Regions from separate parts of the Cricetulus griseus genome. Here region 1 is linked to region 2. Evidence: chromatin contacts called from public Hi-C data. All regions are on one chromosome and are shown on one strand. The core of a region is the stretch at or near the end of the contact, and the rest is flanking DNA. Distances in the headings are between cores, read along the strand shown.

What was found. A called contact is a pair of places that touch in the nucleus more often than the background predicts.
Region 1: a contact with region 2 is called in a Hi-C map of the CHK-Q cell line, with 7 times the contacts expected there. The contact joins two enhancer-like sites. A contact is called at or near these places in 7 of 8 Hi-C or Micro-C datasets (the CHK-Q cell line, the CHL-YN cell line, the CHO-K1 cell line and 3 more).

The regions. Positions count from the first base shown.
Region 1 is chr2:340,958,969-340,961,998 of CriGri-PICRH-1.0, reverse strand. Egflam (pikachurin) reads left to right here. Exons shown (of 23, transcript XM_035440594.1): 18 at 1,403-1,426. Among named protein-coding and RNA genes, the nearest start is that of Lifr, 91 kb to the right of the region's middle. Within about 2 kb of position 1,383, at least 2 of the 6 cell types and tissues checked have open chromatin away from gene starts, as enhancers often do.
Region 2 is chr2:340,634,064-340,637,407 of CriGri-PICRH-1.0, reverse strand. No RefSeq gene overlaps it. Among named protein-coding and RNA genes, the nearest start is that of Osmr, 30 kb to the right of the region's middle. Within about 2 kb of position 1,852, at least 5 of the 6 cell types and tissues checked have open chromatin away from gene starts, as enhancers often do.

The DNA.
Region 1 (3,030 bases), core at 134-2,633, 330 kb before region 2:
TTTCTATATATTGTAGCTTCTAAATTAGGTTGTATAGACCTTATCCAGAGTTCTTGGGACCAAAAACATTTCCAATTACAGTATATTTTTTTTTGAGTTTGGAATATTTACATACATATAAAGAGATACCTTGACAAGGACCCAAATCTAAATATGAGGGTTATTTGTGTTTCCAATAAATACCCTTCATGTAGAAATGAGAAGCAATTTTCTGCAGCATTTTTACCTTGCCCACCTTTTCAGTATGACCCCATGCCATGACCTCAAGTGTGCAGTTTTCCAGGTGTTGGTATTAAAAAAGCTTTAGAGTTTATGGGGATTGGATGTTCTCAACCTATACACCAAAGAATTATGTACCAAGTAAACTGCCCCAGAAGCGTGTAGTCTGCCCTGATGGTAGACCAGTTGACCAGTCTCATTGTTCCCTGGCCCTGAGGTGTACCAAGAAGCAGTGCTGCCTACTAGCCTCCTGGATATTGAGATAGTGAGTCTATGACATCCTCATGGTCCTCTCTGTCCAACTTCAATTGAGTGTGTTGCAAGAAAGAGCTGTTTTTTCAACTCTTTTTTTCCCCAAAACTCTAAATCTCTCAAGTGGGAGATTCTCTCGGGTGGGGGTTGGGGGTGGAACTTGCATGTGGAATGCTGTTCTTCTTTGGCAGTTCTGACACCACCTGATGGCACCTGCTTTAGCACATAGATGTGAAGGAATGCCAAGACATTTTCATTAATACATGAGTCAGGCCATTGCTACAAAAGAAAGAACACAGAAAAGGTCAGGTCTAAAGGTTAGGTTTAAATATAAACTTGTTTATAATAAAATTTAAACCATGAAGGTTGGGAAATAGACTTGATGGTCACGCCTGGAGCTGGTGTTTTTGAATGGAATGGCTTTTTACCTGCATGCCTGTGTGCACTGACTAAATTGAGGGCATTGTCATGGACCTTATTGGTGTGGTTTCTGGAGAATACTCTGCCCTTAGTTAATCACAAGAAGGCTGGTTACAGAATCCTGCAAAGGGCAATGGGTGAATGTGTGACTGGTTGCCTTATTGTCCCTTGATTATGCACAGCCTGATGCTGAAAAATAGTCACAAGCATTTTTCCAGACATAGTAGAAAGGTGGGTTGAAGGTGGAGTCTTGGCAGCTTAGGATGAACATGAACGTATCCTATCCTTAGTTCTCAGTAACCCTCAAATGCAATAAAATCCAAGGGGGAACAACACTAGTCATGCCCTGAAGAAACTTCCAGGGGCTCTTGCAGCAACCCATCCTCCACTCTCTTCTGGATCCACAAAAGGGCTTTGTGAAGCAGGCTGGTCTGGTTCCCAGTGAGCCATGTAGAGTACAATGTCTGTGAGTGCTAACTCTCCCTTTCTCTTTCATGCTGGCACCTGGCAGAGTGTGGGAACTACTGCCTCAATAGTAAGTACAGTACTAAGTCCTGGGAGAGAGCGAACCACCTGGGCTTCTGCCAGAGCCTGCCAGCTCGGGTCAGGCCAAGAGCTCAGAGCAGCCAACTGCAGGCAGAAGGGAGATGGGGTGGGGGCATCAGACACACCAACCAAGGTTCAATGGATCTGCCTTCCAGAGTGGAGGACCCCAAGCTGGCTTTCTCCTAGTTGTGTGTCAGAGAGTGCTGAGTTGGGGGGTTCTAGCTGGCAGGCAGCTGGACTTAGCTCCTACACACAGGCATCTCCTGAGGCTCTGTTCGTAGAGCTAACTTGTGACAAAAACACCAGGACCATTTTAAGAAGTCCAAAGAGAAGGATGGCTGTCAGACACAGGCCAACAGACAGGGCCAACAACAGCAGCAACAGGACCTGGCTGTACCTCTCACCCTGGAGTGAGCGGAGCCCACTGGGGCCTTCTTGGTTATGTTTAGGCCAGGGCCAGACTCCTATGCCAGTCAGCTTGGGCACTCTCCTTCTACTTCCTTATCAGCACACAGTTCCTGAAATAAGGGACTGGTTCCTCTACCAAGAGCTCCCTCCCCCTCCTCTTCTGCCTCCTCCTTCCTCCTCTTCCTTCACCTTGCACTCTACCTCCATACCCCATCACCACTGCTCCCAGCTCTGGGAGATCATTCTTCCCCTTTTTGCTTCACTTCTTTAGCTTTCCCAGTTCATGTGTCTCCCCTTTCCTGTCCCAGTGGCTGCCTATCTACTAACCTTTCTCTCTCATTCTCTCTCTCTCTCTCTCTCTCTCTCTCTCTCTCTCTCTCTCTCTCTCGGTTTAAAAGTAAAATTTAAACTCTCCCCATTGTCCATAGCATCACGTGATACATTTTCTTTCCTGGGTGTGGAGTCGTTATGTCACGTCTTCTTGGTATCAACCACGTGTTTTCTTGAAGCTGTAAATATTTCACCAGCTAGTTATTCTTTCATTTTACACACTTTTGTTTTGCTTTGTGAATGTGAGATTCATTCTACCGTGGTTTCTTTAAGCTGTTTCCCCTGTCTCTTTCCAAAGAGGAAGGAGGTGGTGTGGTTATTTCTCCAGCAGAAATCCCCTCTGCCTGTGTATCCAGTTTGTGACAGCACACATGCCTGTCCTCATGCCTGTTCTTTTGATGTGAAAAAAAAAAAAAAAAGGTGATTCCTTGGGGAAAGCAAGTGATGAGAAATTGGGAGGAAGGAGATTCACTTCTAAAGTACTGGGAAGTAAGGGATGGGCAGGAGCCAGAATGAGGCCAGCCACTCTGGTTCAGGGTCTGCTGCAGTCTTAGCTGGAGGAGCTTGGGCTAATTCTGGGCCCTTTCTGACCCTCATTTTCACCATCCTGAAATAGGAATAGCTAGGCCTGCCTCACTCTGTGTTTCTACATGAGTTCGGGTGAGGGCTTTGTAAGACCTCATGTGTCTGACTGAAGAGTCAGAGCTGATATACCACACTCCCCACTCTCTCCACATCAGAGCTACAGGGGTTCCATAGATAGTAGATAAGCTCTAAGTAAAGAACCCCACAACCCCATTGGGACTTGTTTGGGGATGACTGTCTCTGCCTCCCTTGGCAAAACTCTGGGATTAT
Region 2 (3,344 bases), core at 603-3,102:
ACTTAAGTTACTGATGCTTACTGCCAAAAGAGGTATCATGGCTGCGGCAGAGATAAATGTAGGGAGGCTGTAGATCCCTGGAGGTTGAAATACATTATTGGGATGAATATGACATTGTAGCAATGCCTAGCTTGACCCAAACAAATATCTTTCAGGCAGTTTCAGAAGAAAGGCACACACTGACTCACAGAAACCTGTGCATGTCCATCCTTATGCCTGCTTTTCCACCCTCTACTTCTTTTGAACTTTGGCAGCTTTTTCTTTACTTTCTTGTGATTATAAATCTCTCTCTCTCTCTCTCTCTCCTTCTCCCCTCTCTCTCTCTACCTCTCTCCCTCCCCCCTCTCTCTCCTTCCCTTCCCCCCTCTCTCTCTGCTCCTGTTGGCAATTTTCCCCAACCTTTATCCTCCTCCCTGCTGTGATATTTAGTACATTTCCTTCCTTCTCTCTCTCTCCCAGTGTGTTTTCTCTGCTCTATAGTGTACAGGAGTTTGTATTCTGCCTCTAGATAGGCTTCTTTGTGTCTTAAGGAAGTCTCCTTTCTGGAATGTGTGCTGATATTTCCTCTGCCTAAGGCTCCTCTTCAGTCTTGCATCTGCATCTTCAAATCCAACCCACAGACCTAGTGACTTCCCCCAGGCATGACTGGATCTCAAGGGAGGGTGATAGGGAATGAGAAAGAGCCTACTACATTGAAATAGCTTGCCTCAGTACCCACTGCACAATGTAGCCTACTTGCAGTGCCATCCATCCATCCTGATGTCAGTCTGGACCAGGTCCTGGACCTTGCTTCTATGACCCCTCTGGTTCCCTATATCTGACTCAACCCTATAGCCCAGGCTCAAATCTGCAGCAGCTGTGCGAGCTCTACAGCAGGTTCTTTAACGTTTTTCTACCACTTCAGTGACTCTCTTTGCATCTGTGTCAGCTCTCTGTCTCCAGTACAGTTTCTATGAACTCTACACCTCTGCTTGACCTTTTTGACCCTTTTGCAGTCATTCTGTATGTCTATCTACATTGTGCAGTGGGTACTGAGGCAAGCTAAAAGCTCCAAAGACAGTTGGGAATTTCCTGTCTGTCACTTACTTGCCCCCACACCAAGAAATAGGTGGCCAGGTTGGTGAGACCATTGCTATTTCAATGTTTGGTTCCTGTTTATGGGATCCAGGTGATGGTGTTGCATGCTTTCATTGTCTGGTATGTTTGATAAGTTCTTGGACCTACGTTTTCTGATATGGTTTGAATGTACCAATGCGCCTATATAGGCCAATCTACTGTGATAAATGTGTAAGTGGTATCTCTTTTATCGGTCTGTCCTTTGTAGGCAGTAGTGAACAAGTTGTGGTATCTATGTACAAAAGGAGAGGCAGAGACAAGGCTCTCAAAATGGAGCAAAAGGCACCTAATAAAATGCAATCATTCAGGGCAAATGTAGTCTGAAAGCCACTGTTTTACACAATGTGGGATCACTTAGAGCAGGGTGCAACTTGATTTCCCCAAACCTTTGAATTATGATGTCTTCCTTTGCCTCTTGGACCTTCCTTCCAAAGTTACAGAACACCTTTTGGAAGATGCGGACAGAGAAAATCACAGCATTTCTCACCAAACTTAAGTCCCCCAGAATTTCCCTGGAGAATATCAAAGCACATGGTCAGGAAGCCCCTTCAGTGCCAGTTGCAGTCCATCCAGAAGAAGGGAGTGCTTCCTAAGCTGACAGAGGCCAAGTCTTGGCAAGAGCACCTCTCCTCCCTTCCATGGTGCTGATATCCTAACTGATGGAAGCAGCAGTGGCAGCTGCTTCCTTCCCTCTTTTTCCTCCCACACAGAGGCCTGTGGGTTAGCTAGTGAACCCATGCATTAGCCTGCAATGCCACCTAGCAGACGCAGAGTGAACTTGCGGAAGGAGAAGGCAGGTTTAGCAGGGAGTTGTTTTGTAACACCAGAAAAGGGAGTTTCCATTTCATTCATGGAGTTCTGGGAAATGGAATTTGTATAAAACCTTTTTTGCTCATGATGGAAAACATTTATTCGGAGCTAATGAGGGAATCTGGCCCACAGACGATTCTAATCCAAACTTAGGAGGACAAGTGTTGGATCTACAAACTTGACTGCTAGTTCACCGCTGTGACAATACAGTATGTATATCCAGAAGAACTTCACTCCACCTTGTGTGACAGGCTGTGACATCAATAAAGGGCATGAATGGTCTTTGTTTTATTTCTCCTTTGGGTTTTTTTTTAATTTTTCTCTTTTCCTTCCTTGTATTCCTTTTCTTCCCCAGGGCAGGTTGAACTCTGGGTGATGATGTCGTCATGGGACTTCCAGTCTCTGAGACTCGTGGAGACAGTTAATCTTGACTGTTACCTTGATTGGGTTGAAGTACCTAACAGATTAGTAAAGCACTTTTGTGTGTGTGTGTGTGTGTGTGTGTGTGTGTGTAGGGGATTTCAGAGAGGACTGACCAATGCCAAAAGCCCTGCACTGAGTATAGTCAGCACTGTCTGTAGGCTGGGAGCCCAGATGGGCTCCCCATGCCTGGCTGCCATGAAGTGAACAGTTTTCTTTCACCACACCCTTCTGTCATGATGCTCTGCCAATCACAGAGCCAGAAACAATGACGCTAGCCCACCAGGAACTGAAACCATAGGCTAAAATAACCCTCCCTCCCTTTGTTCATGCTGTCCTCAGGTATTTGTTACAGTGACAAAAAGACTGACTAACACAAGGTGGAAAAAAACCAAAATTGTTGGAAAACTACTGTTTCTGGTGCCCAGCTCATGAAGCTGACTGATCAAATGACAATCACAACAGCTGACTGATCAATTGGCAATCAGGGACAGCCGACTGATCAACTGATAATCAGGGACAGCTGACCAGTTGGCAATCAACCAGGGATAGGTAATCAATTGACAATCAAAGTTGTTTCCATTATGATCATTTCTGAGCCCCCACCCCCACCCCTGGCTGAGTCCATGAACTTTCTGGAATGGTCCCATGGGAATGAGGCTATTTTTCTTTTGTGAGACTTGAGTGCAAAGATCCTATCACTCTGCATACTAGCAACCATAAACAGTTGTGTAATTTTGAATTAACACCCAGTTTGAAAAGTGGTGCTTTTTAAAATCATGCTAATATGATCAAGACCCATCTATTATCAGTCTGTTGAACAGACTATTCAGTCAAATGAAAACACAACCTTCACTCAGGGCATATGTAGATCTGCTCTGACCACTGCCATTGACTGTGATGCCCTGTTCTCGATCAGTGCCTCACAAGAATATAATATGTTACAACATTAGGAACAAAGGTCCAAACCAATTCCTGTCTCACATAGCAAACGCCTG